Regions from separate parts of the Anas platyrhynchos genome. Here region 1 is linked to region 2. A link is a contact called in public Hi-C data. All regions are on one chromosome and are shown on one strand. The core of a region is the stretch at or near the end of the contact, and the rest is flanking DNA. Distances in the headings are between cores, read along the strand shown.

Evidence for each region. A called contact is a pair of places that touch in the nucleus more often than the background predicts.
Region 1: a contact with region 2 is called in a Hi-C map of liver, with 5 times the contacts expected there. The contact joins two enhancer-like sites. A contact is called at or near these places in 3 of 8 Hi-C or Micro-C datasets (liver, skeletal muscle and subcutaneous adipose tissue).

Annotation. Positions count from the first base shown.
Region 1 is chr11:11,608,049-11,614,233 of IASCAAS_PekinDuck_T2T, forward strand. The region is part of intron 5 of TMEM266 (transmembrane protein 266); the gene reads left to right. Among named protein-coding and RNA genes, the nearest start is that of NRG4, 13 kb to the left of the region's middle. Within about 2 kb of position 2,188, at least 3 of the 8 cell types and tissues checked have an H3K27ac peak or open chromatin away from gene starts, as enhancers often do.
Region 2 is chr11:11,490,538-11,496,413 of IASCAAS_PekinDuck_T2T, forward strand. LOC106019666 (a long non-coding RNA gene) reads left to right here. Exons shown (of 11, transcript XR_005268637.2): 5 at 2,786-2,916; 6 at 3,110-3,439; 7 at 3,573-3,627; 8 at 3,711-3,787; 9 at 3,969-4,057. LOC119718032 (a long non-coding RNA gene) reads right to left here. Exons shown (of 3, transcript XR_011812052.1): 3 at 5,676-5,876. Among named protein-coding and RNA genes, the nearest start is that of UBE2Q2, 7.8 kb to the right of the region's middle. Within about 2 kb of position 1,909, at least 3 of the 8 cell types and tissues checked have an H3K27ac peak or open chromatin away from gene starts, as enhancers often do.

The DNA.
Region 1 (6,185 bases), core at 938-3,437, 120 kb after region 2:
TGCAAGGCTTACAGGTGTTTTAACCAATTGAACTCAAATGGATTAAGTTCCTATGTTTCCTTTGTTTTCTGCTTTTCTTGTCTTCATCTGGAAGCATACTTAAAGTACAGTCCCTTTTCTGAAAGGTTCTTTGCACCTCATGAAGACCCTGGAGCACACCATATCGATACGTGGTGAATAATCAGGTCCAAGCTAGAGATAAGGTGCAAGGGTTTTGGATGGCAGAACCATTTCCTATAGTGAACAAGCTCCTTGTATTTACAAAAGCAGCTTCTTTAAACTTATTTTACATGCTGTAGTGCTGATTTGTCCTCTATGTGGTACTGTATCACTGCTGCTGCACACAGGTGCTCTGGTCCAAAATCAAGACCTGCACTGCAGCACAAAGTGAGCATTTGGTGCTACAGAGTTTGAGAGGTGCCCAGCTCTTCACTAGAGCATGCATGAAATGTTGGGCTGTGTTAAAGGATGTTCAGTGATTTAGAAACTTCCTTTTCTTCTACAGATCCTTTTAAGCATTTATATTTGTAAAGGTTGTTGTCTTCAATAGCTTGTTACTGTGTTTATCCTAGTACCTAAAGCCTTTGACTCTGTTCCCCTAATGTCGTTCATCAGTAATGCCAATTGATAGAAGGAATGCCTATTATAAATAAATGTATCTAGCTTAGTGGTTTGCAAACTTTTTAGGGTTGTCAATTTTTTTTTATTTTTTTTCCCAACAGAACTTACTTTTTCTAGGTACTTTTTGTGGATAGAAATGTAGTAGATGTAGCCCACAGACCACTGTTTGCAAAAGACTTTTGGAGAGTGGAAGTGATGTGGATTTGACTTATCTGGTTTACAACTGGGAATGATTGTCTAACTTGAAGAGGATGTGGCTTGGTGTAACAACTGAAAGATGGATGAGCAATTGGATAAGGGAGAAATGTGGAAAAGAGGACTATTAGTCTAGAAGGAGAGCTAAGTGCTGAGCAGCAGTGTAAAAACAAACCAAGTGTTAGAATTTGTAAGGAAAGGAGTAGAGAGTAAAACAGTACATCATTGTGGATCTCTATAAATCCAAGCTTTGCCCACATCTTGAACGTGAGTGTGTAGTTCTGGTCCCTGTCAAAAAGGACATGGTAGATAAAAAAAAAAAAAAAAAAAAAAAAAAAAAACTGGAAAAGATTTAAAGGAAAACAGTGATCCAAGATGTAGAACAACTTCGGTTGGAGAAATGACTCCATAAGCTAGGGCTCTTCAGTCTGGAAAAGCCCTAGATAGAGCAGGTAGATGTGAGGTTTGACTGAGATTGTGGAATTGGTGACACAGACTTTAAAGTGTGACAGCCCCTCCCTCAATCCAAGTGCCAGGGTACTTTACTGGAGTAAGGTGCTTTTGAAAACAAACAAAAAGGTGGTTGGTACTTTACCTAGGGGGCAGTAGATGTGTGGAAATACTTGTTAAAGGATCTGTGGCTTCTAATAGCTTATGTGACCGTAGGGAGAGTTTGGACAAGTCTGTGGAAAAGGAATTCAGTGAAGGTTACTAAGTAGAGGCCTAGAAACCACATCTGGCTCAGTAAGTCCTCCAGCTGAGAATAGTTGGATGCTGGGAGAGCTTGAACAGGAAGTATATCTATTTGCCTTGTTCGTGTTTATCTTGAGACATCTGCTCCAGGCCTCTACTGGAGACAGGACATCAAACCTCTCTTCTGATCTCATGTGGCTGTTCTTGTGCTTCTTAAAGGTTGGTTTTAAGTCTGATGTTAATATTTCAGTAAAGAACTTTAGCATAAAACAAAGCCTAATAAGCAATTTTCTAATGAGAGGAGTAATCATGGGATGCCTGTGAGCAAATGGTGTCATATGTATCTATGAAGGAGGCAGAAACAAGCCTAGGAGCATCAAGTAAGATACTTCAGGGAGAGCTGGGAAGCATTCATGTAATTAAACCTATTCCAGAGTATTATGTACCACTCATCTTGTCTGTATTCTCACAAGGGCAGTCAGAAAAACTGAGTGTCTGTGTTACAAAAAGCACACACTTCTTTGACTAAAGTAAATGAGGAGATGTCACTGCTGTATATAAATGCACTGCAGACAAAATGCCAGCAAGGGAAAAGAGCTAACTGTCCTAAAGTACAAGACTGGCACGAGAACAGATATGTATAAACTGGCCATGGGTGAGTTTAGGTTGAAGGCTGGAGGAATCTTTCTGGAGTTGCTCAAGGCCTCCAGCTGCTATTTGCGGCCTCCTGTGAGGCTCTGCTGTCTGTTTTGTCTCAGCCAGATTTTGTGTTGTTATTTAACCTTTCTGTGTTTCACTTACTTCCTGACCATGGCCTTTCTGCTCCTACAGATAGTGATTTGGATCTCATCCATCCTTCTGTTTTCTAACCATATCTGTCTTGTGAGATGCAAACACTTGCTGCTGAGCCAAAAAAAAAAGGCAGGGTAAGGTATAATACAGATTTGGGGGGATTTATTTCCAAGACCAGAAAATAGAAACAGTGACAGCTGTTAACAGCTTGAACAAATTGTTTGTAGTGGTTCCTTACCAAAGAAATGTGTTAAACCTTTCCCAGTTTTGCCTTATGTTCTTTTCTCCAAGCTGTTTATTAAGAATACTAGCAGTGATGGTGACAGATTGGTTTTCCACAAAGCCATGTGTTGAAAGTATCTTTAAAAAGAATTACCCCTGGTAAAATTCCACTACATATTTAAATTTCCCATAACAAAACTTTAGTCATCAACTGAGATATTCCAATTCTAGTGCATTTATTTACTTCACCCAGGTATTGCAAGACAGGTGAATGATGCTCCTACTATATAGAGTAGCTGAGATACCTGAAGAACCTGACTGAAGTCATGCAGTAATGTTGTCCCAAGTGACATTTTACGTGTATCTTAAACAGTGCCTGGCATCAACAGGCAACACAGTCAGGACACTAACAGAAGCTGTATTTGTCCTCTGAACAAAATAACAGTTTTGTTGTTGTTGTTGTTGTTTTTTAACATATAGAAACCATATGGTTTCTCTATAATCTCTAGATAAATTTATGAGCTGTATAATTTAACTTTTATTATTCTGGAATATATTTGTGGCTGAATTTCTAGTGTAAACTCTAAACTTAGCATTGCTCCGTAGTATTAGAGGAGAAATGGCCAGGATTTGGAATGTAAATTTAAACCTACTCTAATTCTGGTATGGATTTGTTTTCCTCAAATACCAGATTCCTTATCCGCTGGCTAGACAAACCTTATACATCAGGAGAAAGAGATACTCTAGTAAGACAGGCTAAAGAGTTAAAGGAGATGAAAAGATCTTTATACTAGGATCCAGTGTGGTTTGTGTGTCACTAGGTTTATCTAAGATACATTTCTAGCACAGTTCCTTTTATTATTTATATCTCTTCTTTACAGGAGGTAAGAAGAAGAAGAAGAAAAAAAACAAAAACTAGGCAAGATCACTCCATTATACAATTGTGTAGAAGTAGCAGGAGCAATGAGCTATCCTTCCAGCACCCAGCAAAAAAAAACACGCAGTGCTCCTTTTTTAGAGCACGATGTAATCATCTGTGTCAGTGGATTTAGAGGACTTGGAGGAGATCTGTGAAGAGCTTGTTTGCTAGGCAGTGATGTGAAGGTGCTAATGTCCATTCACAGGACAAGCTTTAAATAAATGTACCTTGGTGTAGTGAATTAAAATATGAAACTGGAGGTGGTTTTCTAGGGCTTAATTTTCAAACATTTTTGCATCTTTGAAATCAAATTATATATTTTGTGAGTGATATGTAGGTGTAAGCATGCAGGTGATCTGCACTTGGTCTCTTAAAATTGTTGCTTTTTCAGTCATAAGCTGATAGTTTCATTCAGAAGTTTTTTGGAATTGGTGGGATACTGCTGCTACACAGACAGAGGAGTAACTCTGCATTCCGTAGCAGTTCTAGGAGTAACGATGAGCTTGAACAAAGATTATCATGGCTGCATGTAAAGCATGCTGAGAATCACAGGTGATTTACTCTTAGTGGTATGTTTGGTGTATTTGCAAATCTTGACTACACGGAGTTTTTAAAGGAATGTTTTTAGGCCCTCTACTGATCATTCTGAGAATAGGACAGAGGAAAAGCTACCCTGCAGTGTTAAAATGCTGGCAAAACAGATCTTTTTGGAAAAGAGAAGATAAATGTAAGAAGGGAATAGGACTAAAAACTTTTCTAATTAAACAGGGCCATTCCCTCACATTATTTTTGGAAATACATCAGAAAACAAACAAACAAAACCCAACAAAAATACCAGCTGCAGTACAGATGGGCTCTCCTGTTTTGAGAGGGAGTCAAATAAAATCCGTTAAAAAATCAAGATTGCATGAAGGCTTTATTCCAGTCTCCATTTTTCCCTTACATTTAAAAAAATACATATTTAAAATCTAGTGCATCTTGTATTTTTTTAGTTCTTTATGATTGTTTTATCTTGCAATATTTTTTTTCTGGCAATGTTTGAGAGAAAAGCAACTTTGAGTACTGCTTCAGGTTAGAACCTTAATGCAATTGAACTAAGGGCAAGTTCCAGATAGTAACACCTGCCAAATCTTCTTGGAGGTTTTGAGAGTCAATTGAGAAGGTCTTTTAAGGGTAGGTAATCAGGCAGCTCTGTGTACAAGTATTTAGCTGATACACTCAGTTCAGAGAAGCTGCTTGAAAGTGCCAAGTCTCCGAGCACTGTTTAGCATCTCTACTTTCTCCCCCATTTTTAAGTGTGGCTATGTCAGGGAATGTTTTGTGATGTTTTTCTGTTTGTTTGTAACAGGAGTTGGTGTATCTAGAGCTATTTATGTGGAATTGCTCAGTATCTTGCATGCCGCTGATTTCTGCATATTGACGTTTTAGTTCAGACAGCGTGGTTACCTCATTACAGCTCGCGTGCTTGCAATTATAGCTGAGCCAGTAATTCACGCCAGCTCTTTATTAGTTAATGCGTGTTTACAGGGCTTTGAAAATAGTGTCAGAACTTCCAGAGCTGGGCCAGTACAAGAACATTACAAAACACTGAGATGAGAAATTATATGATAAATACTATGTCAAAGTTAAGCTATGGGAGAATTTTAAGAGGAAAAAAAGGCAGCAGGATGGGCTTTATGTTTTGGACCTCATATGATTACTAATATGTTTCTGAATTTCTATGATTCCTAATACAAGTGTTTTCAAAAGAAAAAGCAGATTTTTTAATTTTTTTTAACAACCACTTTGAAAAATGTGGATCTGCATTAGCACAGCACTGGTATGACATTTATTGTTTTATCAGCTTCCTTCCAGAGCTCTCATCCTCACAGCTGTAGTCAGCAGGAATTGTTGCAGTTTCTCTCTCTAGAACATGCAAGTTTTCTTGTGAAATTCAGCTACTGGTTTTGGTTGAAGCTGCTGATTCCTAAGTTCTGACAGCCTTGCTGTATCCCATGGGCATATACTGCCAGCTACTAAGGGAAGTGCGAACCAGGAATGAGAGAAGATTTCTGCAAAGGTTAAATGGTTCTAGCAGTTGGCAGTTGGGAATTGCAGTGAATGATCTGCACTCTTAATTGGGCAGTGGTTATTAACTGGTACTAAAACCAACTATCATAGTTTTTGCTACAGATCTAAGCTGGTTCTCATACTAGAACAGGGATAAGATGCAAGACAATAAAATTCAATGCCCAGAAAGCTCTTACGAAGCTTCATTACCTTCGAACCAAATAGCAGAGTCCTGCTATGTCTTGATAACCACAGGTAAATGATTGCAGCATGTATGTCAATATAAAAGTGCATGAAAAATAGTGAGGCAGGAAGAGAAGCATGTATGATAATTAAGGTTGCATTACTCAGTGCCTTGGAAGGCTCTTGAGCACTGATACGCTCAGGAGGGTTGGAGAACCTCATTGAAGTTGCCACACGTGATCCCCAGAGTGAAGTGTTGGCCGTTACAGGTGTGATTAGCCATGCTTATTAAATCAGATGGTGCAGTTGACAGATGTAACCAGGATTTATCAGTGTACCGATTTGGAAAATAGCCCAACCTTAGTAAAGAAACCAAGAAAAGTGCATTTAGCAAACTCTATATACAATATTGATGAGTGTATCCATAACAGCAGAAGTTGTCATTTTGAGTCCACTGCTCATTAGCGCTCTTTCTTTTTCACTTCTTCTTCTTTTCTTTTCCTTTCTTTTC
Region 2 (5,876 bases), core at 659-3,158:
GTAACCCCGCAGTGAGGTCGTGTGTTTGTGACTGCTTCTGCCAGCAGCAAAGCACAAAGATCCCAAAGGCATTGGCTTTTGTGGAAAAAAAAAGCAGGGTAATAAATGTGGCTGAGTCACAACTCACTTCCAGTTCAGAGGATGCTTGTAGACAAATCTCTGCTATTTCCTGAGCTCCACCAGCTGGTAAATCACTGCGTACTCCTAAAAGCTCCTCTTACCAAAAGCAACATATTTGTGAATGGAGAAGGGACTTGGAAATGTTCCTGGCTTATCTCCTTGCCTGGAGAGGAAGCTCTGAGCCTTTGTAGAACTATGTGAGGGTAAACCAGTAAGTATGCTGTTGATTTTGCTGACTCTAGAGTACCTGGACAAAAAGACAATCTTACCTCTAAAAAATGTCACTGAATAGTGTGGCTGATGTGAAGAATGAGTATTTATGGTCAGCTGGCTTGGCTCACGAGCCCAAGAGCCGTGCAGAGGGATAATTCCCCAGGTTAGTTGTTTGGGCTAGAATTACTGCATAAACTTCCTTAATTTAAGCCCTGATCAGCCGTCAAGAAGCTGAGGAAGAGCCAGGCAAAGGGCAGAGCAAACCCCTTCTCTTACCTGGGGGACTCAGTTTGGACTGACAGCTGGGTTTAAGACCCGTGCAGGGTTCCAGCACAGTCCCTTCAGTGCGTTTTAGGCATCAGACACAACAGCACTGAGTGTCCTGAAGGCTCCAGAGAAAACTGAGAGCACTGACACAGCCACTGCCGCCCTGCACAAGCATCTCCTGGTGCGGCCTGGGCGCTGCTGGCCCTGCAGGGCGCTGTGGGGCGCTGGGTGGCGGTGTCAGCTCGCTGCAAGGCACCCGGGCTGCCTGCACAGCCAGCAGCAATCCTCGCCAAGCTCACACCCAGCCAGGGCTGCTCGTGCTGTCAGAAATTGAAGCCAGTTACTTAGCCGTGTGGTGAGATTCACTTTGGGATGTGTCTGGCCAGAGCAGGTTTCTAAGCAGTCTCTAATGGGCATTTCTTGGCTACAGCTCGCCTTGCCCTGCTTGCCTCGCCACCCTGAAGCCGCAGCCTTTTCCTTTGGCCTTCCCCATCCTGCCCACCTCCATCCTTATCTCTCGTTTAGCTGCAGTGGTGGTGTGAGGCTGGTTCTCTGAGCCAGACAGCTCTTTCTCAGAGACTCAGGGGCACATTAAGTCTTGTCTAGAGAAGAAAATCATCCTGGTGAGTGTATTGCCCCGCTGCATCCTTGTAGGTGTCACACACACGCTGTGCCGTGTCAAGGTGGTTCTGTGCTGTGCCTGCAGCTAAGGTGAGTGCAAGCCAGATCTGGGATTGGAGCGTGTCAAAGAGGATCTGTGTGCACAGCCGAGGAGCTCGCTCTGGTGGTTAGCCCTTTTAAGTCACCCTTCACAGGTCTGTGCTCCGAGTCCCGCCCCTTGCTCTGCTGCTTGTTGATTTTCTGCTGAGATCACAGTGCAGTGCTGCAGGTACAGGTTTGTCTCCGTGGTTATCAAGGAGCTTTCCTTTCCTCGTGCCATGGCACTGACAAGCACCACCTGATGTTGTACTGACCTTGCTCTTCCTGCCCCTTGAACACATTGGCCTGTTTAAACTGTATTTAATATAAACATAGAACTAAAACCAGAAACTGTTCCACAAACTTTCTAAAACTCAGGCACTGACTACAGCCTGGGCAATAGCCGTAGAAGCTCGGTCTTGCCCTGTGTACAAACCAGAGCTCACCTGTATGAACAGGGCATTAGCCAAAAATATGGACTCCCTTTGGGAGCACTTCTTGAGGTGAGAAACTGGTGCCAGCCGTGGTTTTTAGGGTCCTCAGTAGGGTTCTGCTCAGTGTTCTCGGGCACCGGGCGGCCATGTTGGTGCCCAGGGCTCGCCGGGAAATGTAGTTCTCGGGAGAACGCACAACGCTGGGCTAAGCCTGATAAAAACAAACAAACAAACAAAACCGCAGCTGCTCCTCCTCCTGCTGCCTTGCTCCCTTCTTGTGCTCTGCCCCTCCCCTTCCCCCGGTGCTTGGGGTGGGTGCCAGGTAGGGTCTGGGAGTGTCTGAGCCGCAGGTATTCCAGCAGAGCTCTTTCTGCCTGAGGTGCTCTGCAGGTGGGAGCTTTGCTGCTCCTTCAGCCAGGGGCAGGGCTCCTCAGGGGAGGCAGAGCCTGCAGGTTGATGTGTTTCCCAGTGAAGAGAGGTTAGGATGTCTTTTTGAGGTAACAGCTAGCGGGATGTTTTAGAGTAAAGCAATCTGTGTAGTAGTAGGTGCCTTTACTGCACGCATCTCTTCTTCAGGTGAGTAGTTGTCACAGCACGCTTATGGATGGGAAGGTGATGTTACTTGGCGTGTTTGCTCTGTGGTTCTAGGTCCCTTATGATTTTTGCAGAATTAAGGGGCTTACTGTGAATGTGACCTTATGCCTTCACCTGTGTGTCAAATATTATCAAAGTCACAACCTTGGTGGTAAGGTGATGGAGCAGGGCTTAGGGAAATGTATCATCCAAGTTCCCTGTGCCAGTATCTATTTGAAAACAGCAACCGTAGGCACGTAAGGTGTAGTCTTTTTCAGGATTAGGGACAGTTTGTTACATTTTTGGAGCTTTTTCCTGCTGTTTTGCTGGCTGTAGAGACTTTAGACCTTGTAGCCTTATAGATTTTAAGTGCTTGGAATTCCCTTAATAGAGGGATGTTTAGCAGAGGTTGCTGGGTAACTTATTTTTGAGACATGGTGGGGTACGCTTCTGGTTTTGGGTTATGTTTTAATCTCTAGATATATCAAGCCATTTGCATAACACTCCAGAGGATTCACAAAGAGCTTCAGTACGCACCGCAAGGGGCTTGACCACGTGGGCACTGTATTGCCAAGAGACTGAGCAGGGTCGCCTTTTTCAGCTGTAAAGGGTAAGTCTGTGATGCCCCCTGTTGGGGCTGCTGTGCATTCATGGCCTGTTGGCATTTGTGGACCTGAGGGTTGTGGGTTTTTTTAATTTTTATTTTTTTTCTGTCTCTGGTCTCTGTGCTTGAGTCCTCTGCAAGGAGCTGTCCTGTTTGCGTGTCCATCACAGGTATGACATTCTGTTTTTGTTTCTCGTAGCCCAGGTCATAGAATCATAGAATATCCTGAGTTGGAAGGGACCCATAAGGATCATCAAGTCCAACTTCTGGTCATAGGCATGGACTAAGCCAGAAACTTGAATGAGCCAGGCGGGTGAGTGGATGGCACTGTGGGTCAAGAGTTGGTCAGTTGGTTTCGTTAGTCCGTTTTGCCTGGTGGGCAGGCTTGGCAAGCACCTTGTGACAGCAGTGTCCATCTCCTGCTACGTTCCTGTGTCACGTCAGATGTCAGCGGTTCCAGTTCCTGAAATGCTGGAGATGCTCAAAGTGCAAGAGGAGCAGGGAGTGTGACGCATCTCTGGGAAGTTAGGTGAGCAAAGCAGTGGTATTGGGTTGGAGGACGTGGGTCTGGGGCTTGGCTACTGGGGTAGGGGAAGAAAGAAGAGGAGTGGGTATAGACTGTTCTGTGGATTGTCATGTTTGTTCTTTCTCCTTGGTCTAAGTCACATGACCTTGCCTCGGCATGGCAAATGGAAGCGCCAAACCTGGATCAGGAAGGTGAGTGGAGAAAAGTTGGAAAACGGGCATAGGTTTCAGTTTGGTAGTCTATCCGCCCCCCTCTAGGTGACTCCTCTTTTCAGGGGATGAAGAAGAAACTGTCAACATCCTAGCTGGCCTCTGTGGTCCACGCTGAGGATGGATTCTGACCCTCTGAGAAGTAAGTCAAGGGGCAGATACTGTGTGTGAGGGATGGTTGGCAGGGGGGTGGGGAGTTGTCTAGCAGTTGTCTATCTGGCTGAGTAGCAGAGCAGGGCAGTTGACTACTGTTTTGCTTCTCAGGAGGGTGTTGCATTGGAAGAAGTTTGGCTGGCGTGCCTGATGGCACTCTGTTTCTGCAGGTGAAGAGGAGCCTTGTGTCTGAAGCAACATCCTGGCTAGCCTTTGTGTTCCTTGTTGAGGATGGAACCTGCCTCCCAGCATTCCCAAGGTAAGCTGGGGGGCAAATGCTATGTTTGGGTCAGGGTCGTGAATGGGCACCCAGCAGGGTATGTGCTTTGAAGTCATTGCAGTGGATGGGGCCTCTCAGGATTGGTCGTGGTCAGGCAGAGAGGGTGTGGGGGGGTCTGTCAGGTACAGCATGAGCTCTGCCAGGCAGGGCAGTTCCAGCTTGGTGTCTGTGTTCTGTGTTGTCTGTGCTGTGCTGTTGCTCTTGGTGTGGTCTGGGCGCTGCTGGCCCTGCAGGGTGCTTCGGGCTGCCTCCTGAGGGTGGTGTGGGAGCTCCGTGTCTGGTGTCAGCTCGCTGCAAGGCACCTGGGCTGCCTGCACTACTGGCAGCAATGCTTTCCAAGTCCAGGCCTTGCCAGGGCTGCTCGTGCTGTCAGAAATTGAAGCCGGGCTACTTAGTGGTGTGCCGAGATTCACTTTGGGATGTGTCTGGCCAGAGCAGGTTTCTAAGCAGGCTCTAATGGACATTTGGCTACAGTTCACCTTGCCCTGCTTGCCTTACCACCCTGAAGCCGCAGCCTTTTCCTTTGGCCTTCCCCATCCTGCCCACCTCCGTCCCCCCTTGCTGGCCGCTCTGGGGCAGCTCTGGCACGCTCTGCAATTGCTGCCCAGGGATGTTGTCTCCTCCATCACTGCACCAGTAAGTTTGGTCCAGCATTCAGGTCGTGTTTTCTCCTTCCCAGTTTATTTTTCTTGCTTAAATCCCCAGTTGCCTCTCTGTCTCAATGCTCAATAATTCCTGTCTTTACTTAGTGCTCGCAGTGCTTGGAAGCCAGAACACAAACGCAGGATCGTGCATTACATCCACTTCTGGTTACACTCCAGTCATGTGCTAGTGTGGTGGAGGGGATGATTAAGATCCTTCAGCTGCTTGCCTCCAGCCTTTCTGCTCTCCTCCTGTCCCCATGGGCATTAGGATATCTCTGTTTAACTATCGTTTAGCTGCAGTGTTGGTGTGAGGCTGGTTCTCTGAGCCAGACAGCTCTTTCTCAGATACTCGGGGGCACGGTAAGAGTCTTGTCTAGAGAAGAAAATCATCCTGGTGAGCGTATTGCCCCGCTGCATCCTTGTAGGTGTCACACACACGTGCTGTGCCTGCAGCTAAGGTGAGTGCAAGCCAGATCTGGGATTGGAGCGTGTCAAAGAGGATCTGTGTGCACAGCCGAGGAGCTCGCTCTGGTGGTTAGCCCTTTTAAGTCACCCTTCACAGGTCTGTGCTCCGAGTCCCGCCCCTTGCTCTGCTGCTTGTTGATTTTCTGCTGAGATCACAGTGCAGTGCTGCAGGTACAGGTTTGTCTCCGTGGTTATCAAGGAGCTTTCCTTTCCTCGTGCCATGGCGCTGACAAGCACCACCTGATGTTGTACTGACCTTGCTCTTACTGCCCCTTGAACACATTGGCCTGTTTAAACTGTATTTAATATAAACATAGAACTAAAACCAGAAACTGTTCCACAAACTTTCTAAAACTCAGGCACTGACTAGAGGAGAGAAGCTGCTCCCCGCCTGGGCAATAGCCGTAGAGGCTCGGTCTTGCCTTGTGCACAAACCAGAGCTCACCTGTATGAACAAGGTATTAGCCAAAAACATGGAATTTTATCTATAATATGTTTTTTCATTAGATAGTTTGACGTAAATATCGCAGGATATACATGGCAGGATAGATTCTGAAACCAGCCACAGCATCTGCTCTGTCTCATCTAGCCAGAACTGATGGTGGAAGTAGGAGGAAATATGGAGAATCCTGTGCAAAGTAAGAAGTGAGAGACATGGGAAGGAACTGGGAAGGGGTGAGGGGTTTTAC